2 separate regions of the Callithrix jacchus genome follow, and region 1 is linked to region 2. The links are chromatin contacts, called in public Hi-C maps. All regions are on one chromosome and are shown on one strand. The core of a region is the stretch at or near the end of the contact, and the rest is flanking DNA. Distances in the headings are between cores, read along the strand shown.

What was found. Hi-C and Micro-C count contacts between places; a contact is called where the count stands out from the background.
Region 1: a contact with region 2 is called in a Hi-C map of induced pluripotent stem cells, with 2.5 times the contacts expected there. The contact joins two enhancer-like sites. A contact is called at or near these places in 3 of 3 Hi-C or Micro-C datasets (induced pluripotent stem cells and skeletal muscle).

The regions. Positions count from the first base shown.
Region 1 is chr1:208,929,395-208,934,759 of calJac240_pri, reverse strand. It overlaps MICALL1 (MICAL like 1), which reads right to left. Exons shown (of 16, transcript XM_078340338.1): 7 at 3,883-3,940; 8 at 2,251-2,630; 9 at 195-604. Among named protein-coding and RNA genes, the nearest start is that of MICALL1, 22 kb to the right of the region's middle. Within about 2 kb of position 3,954, at least 2 of the 16 cell types and tissues checked have an H3K27ac peak or open chromatin away from gene starts, as enhancers often do.
Region 2 is chr1:208,892,175-208,897,207 of calJac240_pri, reverse strand. It overlaps EIF3L (eukaryotic translation initiation factor 3 subunit L), which reads right to left. Exons shown (of 13, transcript XM_002743761.6): 13 at 3,724-3,932. The coding sequence ends at 3,894. Among named protein-coding and RNA genes, the nearest start is that of MICALL1, 15 kb to the left of the region's middle. Within about 2 kb of position 3,112, at least 4 of the 16 cell types and tissues checked have an H3K27ac peak or open chromatin away from gene starts, as enhancers often do.

The DNA of each region.
Region 1 (5,365 bases), core at 2,705-5,204, 37 kb before region 2:
CGGATGCAAGGATGGACAGACGGGTCTGGGCCTCAATGGACACAGTGGGTAATGGGCAGACTGGCCAAGGCCACTCAGGAAGTCAGGGGCCAGCAAAGACCGAAAAGGCCCCGGGCATTTCTGCCCTGAGACCAGACCCACATCCACTAGAAAGGGTGCCACTTTTAGCGAGGGTGAGGGGCACTCACCTTTACCTGCAGCTGTGGGGACGAGCTTCCAGGGGATGGCACAGGGCTGCTTTCTCCAACCAACAAGAGAGGCGTTGGGGTGGCAGCACTGCAAGGCTTGGCCAGCTGGGGCCCTGGGCTGCCCCTGGTCCTGGGGGCAAGGCCCGGGCTGGCTTGAGGCATCTGTTCCACTCTGGGCTGCACTAACTCCTCAGAGGAGGCCAGGGAGGAGTTGGCAGAGAGGCCAGCAGGGTTTCCAGGGGTGCCAGGGGCATGGACAGCAGGCTCTGAGGAGCTCTTGGGCACAGCCGGCGGCTCCAGCAGCTCCCCACCCGCAGTCTGGCTGCAGCTCTCAGACGACAGGCTCTCCACGCTGAGCGCTGGCGATGGTGTGGCCGAGGGTGGCTCCGAGTGCGAAAGGCGGGAGGCGTGGAGAGCTGTGCAGACGAGCACCAGGACACCTCACAAGGGGAGCACGACAAGGGCTTCCAGCCCCACCCCCGGGCTCCACTTTCAACAGAGCTCCAGGCAGTCCTGGAAACCCAAGCCCTCCACATGAGACGGGGCCAAGGCCCAGGGAACGGCAAACGCTGGGCAGCACCAAGTCATGAAGTGATCCAGCCACCCGAGTCCACCCCACCCGCCTCGCGTTCACCCGCTGCTTCCATTTCCCCACGCTCTTCACAGCCCCTTTCGTGCCTGAGGGCACCCACAGCAAAACCACCTTGGGAAAGCCAGAGGAAGCAAGGTGGCACCTCCTCTGCCCGGATCTGCAGTGCAGGGAGGGGAGGAACAGGCAGGCAGCCCTCACAGCCGCCAGCTCTGGGCCAGGCGCTGCCGGGCACCAATTTATCTCCTCGTGGCTGATGGACATGATGCTTCCAAAGACATCATCTGCATTTTCCAGATGAGGGAACAGGCTCAGAGAGGAGAGGGCGCTCGCCCCAGCAAGGGCTGGGATTAAAAGCACTGCATCTGACTCCAGAGCCCATGCTCCCCTGCTGTGCCCCGAAGCTGCCCACTGCCTCCACTCAGACAGGCTCAGCTGGGTCCCAGGACTGAGCACCTGCCTCTGCCAGTTCTGGTATGCTCTTGCCCCACTGTCTGAGGGGGTCCCACGGAGCTCTGAGAGGTGGCCAGACCCAGCCGAGGTGAAGGTGAGGGCCAAAAACTCCAGCATGCCTGGGTGAGTGGGGAAGATCTGGCCAGAGGAGGCCCAGCAGCCTGGAGCTGAGCCACCACGTCACATGGGGGACTGCAGACAGACTCAGGGAAGGACCAGCTCAGAGCATTACACCTGATCACACACGCCCAGGTGAGAGCCCAAGTCACCTGGCAACCACAGTGACAGTGACAGCATTGGGCAGGATTAGAGCAAACCCCTCCCTTGTGCTTTCTGTGAGTCTCTTTTTTTTTTTTTTGAGACGGAGTTTCACTCTTGTTACCCAGGCTGGAGTGCAATGGCGCGATCTCGGCTCACCGCAACCTCCGCCTCCTGGGTTCAGGCAATTCTCCTGCCTCAGCCTCCTGAGTAGCTGGGATTACAGGCAAGCACCACCATGCCCGGCTAATTTTTTGTATTTTTAGTAGAGACAGGGCTTCACCATGTTGACCTTGTGATCTCTTGACCTTGTGATCCACCCGCCTTGGCCTCCCAAAGTGCTGGGATTACAGGCTTGAGCCACCGCACCTGGCCTCTGTGAGCCTCTTGCTGCACTGAGCACATCACTGGACAGCACGTTTAATGAGCATGTCAGGAAGGGTGAAGAGAGACTCTGGCCGGACTCCCTGGGTTCAAGTGCTGCCTCTACCACTTAAGCACCGAGAGGCTTTACTTAAACTTAAGTAGGCAAACTACTAAAACTACTTAGCCTCTCTGTGCCTCAGTCTCCTCACCTGCAAAGTGGGGGTGACAATACCTCCTCACAGGTTTGCTCTGGGATTAAATGAGGACACCTATGAAACATGTGGTGCCTGCCCTGGGAGGCTCTGCCTCACCAGACCCCTCCCCAGGCCTGGGCTAACCTGCCACCCTTCCGCTCCGAGTTCCGACTGTCAGGAGAGCTGCAGGAAAGGCACTCACCCAGTGGGGATGCACTGGGAGCGCGGGGCGCAGGGCGCTTCTTTGTCTTGGGGCTGCTGGTAGGTGTGATGCCGTACCAGGGGTGTAGAGACTTGGGTGTGGACTCTGGGTGGGCCAGGGCAGGGCTGGTAGCCAGGTCGGGTGCAGCTGGAGCCTCTTCCTCTGCGTTCTCCTCATCCTCAAAGGGGTTATAGGGTTTGGGCTCCAGGCTGGCCGCCGGGCTGGGCTGGGCCACCTCCTCGGTGCCTCCGTTCTCCACCTGCCTGCTGTCCTGGCTTGGTGGCCCAGGGCTGCTGCTTGGGGGAAGTGGGGCTGGTTTCTTCTTTGGTTCTGCCTGCACCAGTGTGATCCAAGGGGGGTCCTTCCTGGGGGCTGGTGTCCTGCGGGGAGGCAGGAGGCAGCAGAAACCATTAACAGAAGCAAGGGGTCAGCTTCCTTCTCTCTCTGGACAGTTTTGAGTCCACTTCAAAGGAGGTGGGTGAGAAACGGCCATTTCCCTTCTTCCACCCCCAGCCCCACGGGGCCAGTCTGAAATGGACTGTTCAGTCACAGCCCTTGAGGCCCAGAGAAGGTAGACCTTCAAGTCACAGAGCCGCTGTTAACCCAGCCCAGGAAAGGATCGCCAAGGGGCTCTGCCATCTACAACCCATATAACCTGGGAAAGTCACCTGTCCTCTCTCTGTATCAGTCTCCCCTTCCGCTCAAAGGGGTGGATAATAATCCTTGTCTCACAGGGTCAGTGTAAGAAGGCAGTGAGCTACTGAGTCCAGCACTGGGCAGGGTGGTGGGGCATCTGCTGAGTGCCAGGGAATCAGTAAACCAGTAAACATTAGCGACCGGCACAAACATGGCCCACCTCACTCTCTACAGATCGACCACATGGGGGAAGCATGGCCCCCAAATAATAGGTGAAGTAGATGTCCTCCCGTGAAGCAGAGTCCTCCTGTGTGCAGGACCGGAGGGACAGGTACAACAGCTGAGCTTTTCCAGGTCTTTCTTCCTTTTTTTTTTTGAAATGGAGTTTCCCTCTTGTTGCCCAGGCTGGAGTGTAATGCCGCGATCTCATCGCAACCTCAGCCTCCCAGGTTCAAGCAATTCTCCTGCCTCAGCCTCCTGAGTAGCCCGCTACCACGCCCGGCTAATTTTGCATTTTTAGTAGAGACAGGGTTTCTCCATGTTGGTCGTGCTGGTCTCAAACTCCTGACCTCAGGTGATCCGCCTGCCCTGAGCTCCCAAAGTGCTGGCATTAGGCATTAGCCACCGCATCTGGCCTTTTCCAGGTCTTTCTATACTCTGCTGCTAAGCCTCAAATCAACTCTATAATCGAGCCTCGGCCTCCCACATTACAGGGCAAAGGAACCTGGAGAGGAGACAGATCCCAGAGGTGGCTGCTTGCACCCGGCACTGCCTACAGGAGCAGGGACCTGAGAAGGAGCTGATTAAAATGGAAAGATTAGCCAGGAATCCTGGGGTAAGCCTCAGTAGAGAGGGCTGTGGGCCCAGCTCTCCTTCCCCTCCTGAGCCCCACCCTGCCCATCCACAGGAAGCCTCTCCCTGAACCAGGCCCCAGAGTACCCCAATTACAACCACCAGGGCCTCCAAAGCAGGAAAGCCTTTCAGGGATTGACATACCCCTCGGATGGCTTCGGTGTCCCCCTTGGCTTGGGGATAGGTGGTTCGTGCAGTCTTCCTAGATGGGAAAGGAGAGTGAGCCAGGCCTTCATGGGTAGGAGGAGGTGGGCACCCAGGGAGCCAGCCACAGCACCTACTGCCCCAGGAATGCCCCACCTTCCTCCTGCACCCTAGCACCTCCCAGCCCAGCCCATGGAGACTAGATAAGCACCATGACTGAGAACAGTCAGGGGTCAAGGCCAGGCCATTTATATTTCATTTGAGAAGAGGAAATCCAAATCCCCTCAGCCACCTCCCCAATGTGGGCAGGAAACATCATCTCGACTCAGCCCAGGAGCCACCTCCGCCTGGCAGCCCCTGACTCCCAAGTGTCCTCCGTGAATCCCACAACAGCCCCTGCTCCCCTCCTTCCCTCTTAACAAGACTTCCACACTCTACTGAAACCCCCGTGTCCGTGCCTGTCTCCAACTTGATGCTAGGAGCACCCTGAAGGCACAAATAGGCCTGAACAGTCTGTGTCCCCAGCTCAGATCCAGCCTCCACAAGAGCTAACATACAGAATGTTCTGGTGCAAGGCACAGGGTGACCGTGGGAGTTTCCCCGTGGCCAGTGCCTTCTCTAACAGAATGATAAGTGCTGCCCAGAACACCTCGGGTTACAAGGAGTCTCAATCCTACAAGCTCATGGAAACCCGGGCAGGTCGTCTGGGAGCATTCCACAATGTGGGGTTGGGGGAGAATGCATCCACAGAATGGGCCAGGGGTTTCCACTGGAGCTCACACTGGCTCAGGGGCGCACCTGACCCCTCTGCTCTCCCCCAAGCCCCTGAGTTCTCCTCTTGCAGGACAAGCATAGAGGCTGGGCATGGAGGTCACCTGCAGTGTGCCTGTGGATGGGCCAGGACACACTTTGCACCAATGTGCAAAGTCCCAGAGACCTCAGGGACACACAGGTACATGCGGAGTGGCACTTCCTATACACTCTGAAACTAAAGCCCCCAGAAAGATGCAAAAGAGCACACATAAAGGCATGCAGAGGGAGGCAGTGCAGGGGTGGGGGCCTGGCTGTGTTTTGTTTGCACCGTCCCAGCATGGAGAACAGAGCACGGCGAGGCCGCAGGAACTCAGCATTTGTGGCAGCCACTAATAACCTCAGAAACAGGCTGGGTGTGGTGGTTCGCACCTGTAATCCCAGCACTTTGGGAGGCCGAGACAGTGGATCACCTGAGGTCAGGACCTGACCAGCTTGGCCAATGTGGCGAAAACCCATCTCTACCAAAAAAATAGAAAGATTAGCCAGGAATGGTGGCATGCACCTGTAGTCCCAGCTAATCCAGAGGCTGAGGCAGGAGAATTGCTTGAACCTGGGAGGTGGAGGTTGCAGTGAACCAAGATCATGCCATTGTACTCCAGCTTGGATGACAGAGAGACTCCATCTCAAAAAAAAAAAAAAGTAAGGACCCCGACTGCAGTGGCTCATGCCT
Region 2 (5,033 bases), core at 1,863-4,362:
GTACAGTGGTGTGATCATACCTCACTATAACTTTGAACTCGGCTCAAGCAATCCTCCCACTTTAGATTCCCAAGTGGCTAGGACTACAGGCACGCACCACCATGTCTGGTTAATTTTACCTATTTGCAGAGATGGGGTCTTGTTATCTTGCCCAGGTTGGTCTCAAACTCCTAGGCCTAAGTGATCCTCCTACCTCAGTCTCCCAAGGCGTTGGGATTACAGCCATGAGCCACTGTGCTGGGCCTATGCTGACACTTAGAAAGGCCCAGGTAGGGGAGAATTACTCTCCTCATTTGACTGACGAGGAAGCAGAGGCTCAGAGAAGTTAAGCCAAGTGCCTGGAATTTTCCTTTTTTTATTTGTTTTTGAGACGGAGTTTTGCTCTTGTTGCCCGGGCTGGAGTGCAGTGGCACGATCTTGGCTCACTGCAACCTCCGCCTCCCAGGTTCAAGAGATTCTCCTGCCTCAGCCTCCCGAGTAGCTGGAATTACAGGCATGCGCCACCACGCCCAGCTAATTTTGTATTTTAGGAGAGATGGGGTTTCTCCATGTTGGTCAGGCTGGTCTCGAACTCCCAACCACAGGTGATCTGCCCACCTTGGCCTCCTAAAGTGCTGGGATTACAGGCGTGAGCCACCACGCCCTGCTGGAATTTTCCAGTTTTAAGGGTCAGCGTCAGGGATTGAATCTAGACTCCTTCCACTTCCCAACCATGACTATAGAGTGAAGTCCACCCTCCCAGGATCCACTGGCTCCAGGAAAAAAAGTAGGGGTGGGATGAGGGCATGAAGGAGGTAACTTGATCTTAATCAAGTGGCTGGATAGGGGCGGGGTGGGGCCAGAAATAAAGAAAAGCCAGGTTTTCAGCTGCAGGCTTGACAGGAATGTAGAGCCACAGGAACCAAGACAAATTGCTGCTTCTCCTACCGTCTCCTTCGGGACAATCTCAGGAACTTGCTGATCAGGCTTTGGACCTTTCCCCTGCCTACCTCTCAGCCTCTTCTTGGTGGCCTTCCCCCACAGCGGAGGCGGGCTCCTGACCCCAGCCATAGCACACACCATATTGTCTGCAGGGCAGGCTGGGGGTGGGGACGAGAGGCCACTGTTGGCAAGAGCCTGCGCGGGCACAGCCACGGCTTCCCCTGGCTAAAGGCTGGCTGGAGAGCACATCCATTCATCTGTGCCGCTACATTCCAGACAGGATTTAAGGCACGCTCCAGCCTTATTCCTATACTGATATTGTTGCATTCAATCCTTATTAACTTCCTTCCTCTTGCATTCACCATTCATTCAGTGGAATAAGTTAACCAAAAGGGTCATAGCTCCCAAGTGCTGCCTCTTTCCTTGGGTCCTCACAGAGCTCCTGGCCCGTTTAGATGCTTAGGATGTCACTCAGAATTCTAGATTGCAAGGCTGCAACCCCAACAGCAGCTAGTCCCACTGCCTCACTTCCCAGACGAGGCCATCAAGGCCGTAATAGAAGGAAAAGTGTCCCCCACCATCTTGGGCTCACAGCCTAGTGTGGGAGAAACACGCAGCAGAGGGGGGACTGTGTGGAAAGATGTGTGTGAAGCCCACCAGGAGGAGGTTGTGTGAGGAAGAAGGGCTCTAGCTTGGGTGCCTGGAGACCAGGATTCCAGCCCCAGCTGTTTATTGCCTCTGCCCAAATTGTTAGGCCCTGGGCACCTCCACCTGGATGTCCCACAGGCTCCTTAAACTCCTGTTCCCGGCCAGGAGCAGTAGCTCATGCCCGTAACCCCAGCACTTTGGGAGTCTGAGGCGGATGGATCACCTGAGGTTGGGAGTTCGAGACAAGCCTGACCAACACGAAGAAACCCTGTCTCTACTAAAAATACAAAATTAGCTGGGCGTGGTGGTGCATGCCTGTAATCCCAGCTACTTGGGAAGGTGAGGCAAGAGAACTGCTCAACCTTGGGAGGCGGAGGTTATGGTGAGCCCAGATCAGGCCACTGCACTCCAGCCTGAGCAACAAGAGCAAAATTTGGTCTCAAAAAAAAAAAAAAAAACATGAAACACACACACTCAACTCCTGTTCCCTACCCACTTGCACTTACCTCCTCCAGTCCCAACCTGCTCCAGCAACCACCCCCATCTCACAGAGCCTCAGAACTGGGCATTTCCCTTCCCTGAAGCTTCTACATCCACTCAATTGCCACATCCAGGTCCTGTCCTCTGCAGCCTCCCAATCTCTCGAATTCTCCCCTCATGCCTGCTGCAGCCACTGTGCATGGGGCCCAGCTCCTCTGTGGCTGGCTGCTCTAGACAAGGGCCTTGACCTATGTGAATGGGCCTCCACACTGTCTACACAGGCCCTCTCTGGAGTTTTGCTAAGGCCTTCCTCCCTTTATCACACAGTACCGCCAGGTTCATGTGAATTTTACTGAATTTGGTGCATAGAACAATTCTGAGGTAGGTGCTAACCCCACTTGAGATAAGAAGGTGAGGCACTGAGGATTACATAACTTGGTTCAGCTGGTATGTGGCAGTCGGGACTCAGACCTCGGTTCGAGAAGTCCAAGCCCACACACTTTGCTGCTCCCTTCTCTTGCTGGTGCAGAAACTTCTGGAAACCGGTACCACCCAGAGCTCCCCATTCCCTGGTAACAAAGCCCTTGCTCTCCTTAGCATGGGAGGATCATAAACCCGGTTCTTCTGCACTAATGGAATAAAAGTCCTGAGCTGGCCACAGATGATGAGCGCTGTGCATTCCGCAAGCGGTGCCAGGCAGAGTCCAGCTGTGCCTGCCCCCTCACAGGAGTTGCTGGCTGCCCCACACTGCTGCTGAGCCTGGACCAGGCTGCTGGGAGATGGCCTCAAGCCAGGCACTCATACACACTGGGTCTGTGTGACCCGGGCTCCTGCACTGGCCCGTCTCACAGCAAGAAGAGTGCCAAGAGGCCATGTCAGACACGCACATTTTGACCTGGCAAAACTTTTGATGACAGAGAACTATCACACGAACCACGAAGCTCTGGCACTGAATTTCAAACACGTTAACCCGGGGGCTGCCCAGTTGAGTCTGAGTTCCTCTAAGCCACCATCGCCAAACATCAGGGTATGGGGGACAAAGCACGAACATTCTTTAGGAGGAATCAGTGCACAGCACCCTCCCTACACCAGGGAACCATGTGGTAGTCAGGCAGTGGTGGTTAAGGAGCCCTGGTTGGCACTGGGCCACTCAATTGGCTCCAACAAGGCAAGACAGGAAGGCTAGCTCGGAAAGATACCAAGAGCTTTACAAATGTCTGGACTTACAACTAGAGGCTTTTAAAAAATTCCTTTGGGGCCGGGCACAGTGACTCATGCCTATAATCCCACCTGTAATCCCAGCACTTCAGGCCAAGGTGGGCAAATCACTTGAGGTCAGGAGTTTGAGACCAGCCTGGCCAACAAGTTAAAACCTATCTCTACTGAAAATAAAAAAATTAGCTGAGTGGGGTGGCACACAGCTGTAATCCCAGGTATTTAAGGCAGGAGAATTGCTTGAACTTGGGAGGTGGAGGTTGCAGTGAGCTGAGATCACACCACTCACTGTGCTGCAGCCTGGGAGACAGAGTGAGACTCCATCTCAAAAAAAGAAAAAAAAGAATTCAATCTAAACACTAGTAACCGAGGCATCCTGAAAGCATCAGGACACCCGGGAAACGATGTATTACTGCCACGACCCACAGAGTCTTCCCTACAATAATGAGATGACACATCTGGCTCCAGAGATCCTTTACTGAGACCCACGTGAAACACTTCGGTCCTAAATTTGTTAACTGAGTTGACAGGCTGATGGCTGATCTAAGTGAAGGTTTCACAGATCAGCAAAAACACTTCCTGCCTAAAATATATCAAAACAGGCTCCTGAATGATGTGTGTAAATGTCGTCAGGGTCTCTGTCCCATCTTCTTCAGGGTTCGATTAAGCTAGAAGAGAAAGAAAAGCAAAGTTACATACAGGGATTTCCCCAACGCCTTTCCCACAGTGTGTATGATCACTAGGTCAGATTCCCAGCTGCTCCTCTGAAGCCAAGAAAGGCCGTCTCTGATGTGGGTGTCCACCGTGTGTGGGAAAAGCCATGACATTCATACGGCCCTGGCACAGTTCACGCAGATTGTTCTTTTACCTGCCCTTCACATGCAACAAACCCATACCCAACACCGCTCTACCCATCTGACAGAAAAAGGATTCGGAGTGGCCAGACTTTTCAAGTTACTAATTCAGTTAGGGGAAATACCAGAAGCTTTCTCCTTTCACAAGGAACAGGATCCTTATTAGAAGACACCCCCAGCCCACCCCCCTGACAGATGTGATCTCAACAGCCAGAAAGTAAAAAGAGCAGCAGGGCTGTCAAGATCCTGCAGGAAGAGCCTGACCTCTGCTGGAGAACTCAAAGCACCAGGACACAGCAGCCCTAGCAATGGCCACAGCTACCTACACCCTTACAGTGTCTGGCCTGACCCACAAGGCCTCTCCTAGGGCAAGATAAGGAATGCACCAAGTAATGCAAAACAGAGCTTCCTGTCCTCCAGGCTGCAGGAACTAGCCAGACCTGTCTAAGTTGGAAAACAATGCCAAGTGGGGAGGGATGGGCAAGAGCAGGCAGTGAATCCACCCATATTAGGAAATACCAGGGAGGGAGAGGAGAGCTGGCCACCCGCAGAGGGAGATCTTGGAAAGAGATGCTCTGGAGAAGGCTGATGCAGCAGTTCCTACAGGCCCAACCCCATTCCCCAAACCCCAAGCAGTCAGCCAGTAGCTTGAAAATTTAAAGGGCCAACCTCAGGCTTTCTTTTGCAGTGGCACCATCTCTGCTCACTGCAACCTCCACCTCCTGGGTTCAAGTGATTCTCCTGCCTCGGTCTCCCATGTACCTGGAATTACAGGCACGAGCCACCACGCCCAGCTAATTTTTGTATTTTTAGTAGAAACGAGGTTTTACCACGTGACCAGGCTGGTCTTGAACTCCTGATCTTAAGTGATCGGCCTGCCTTGGCCTCCCAAAGTGCTGGGATTAGAGACATGAG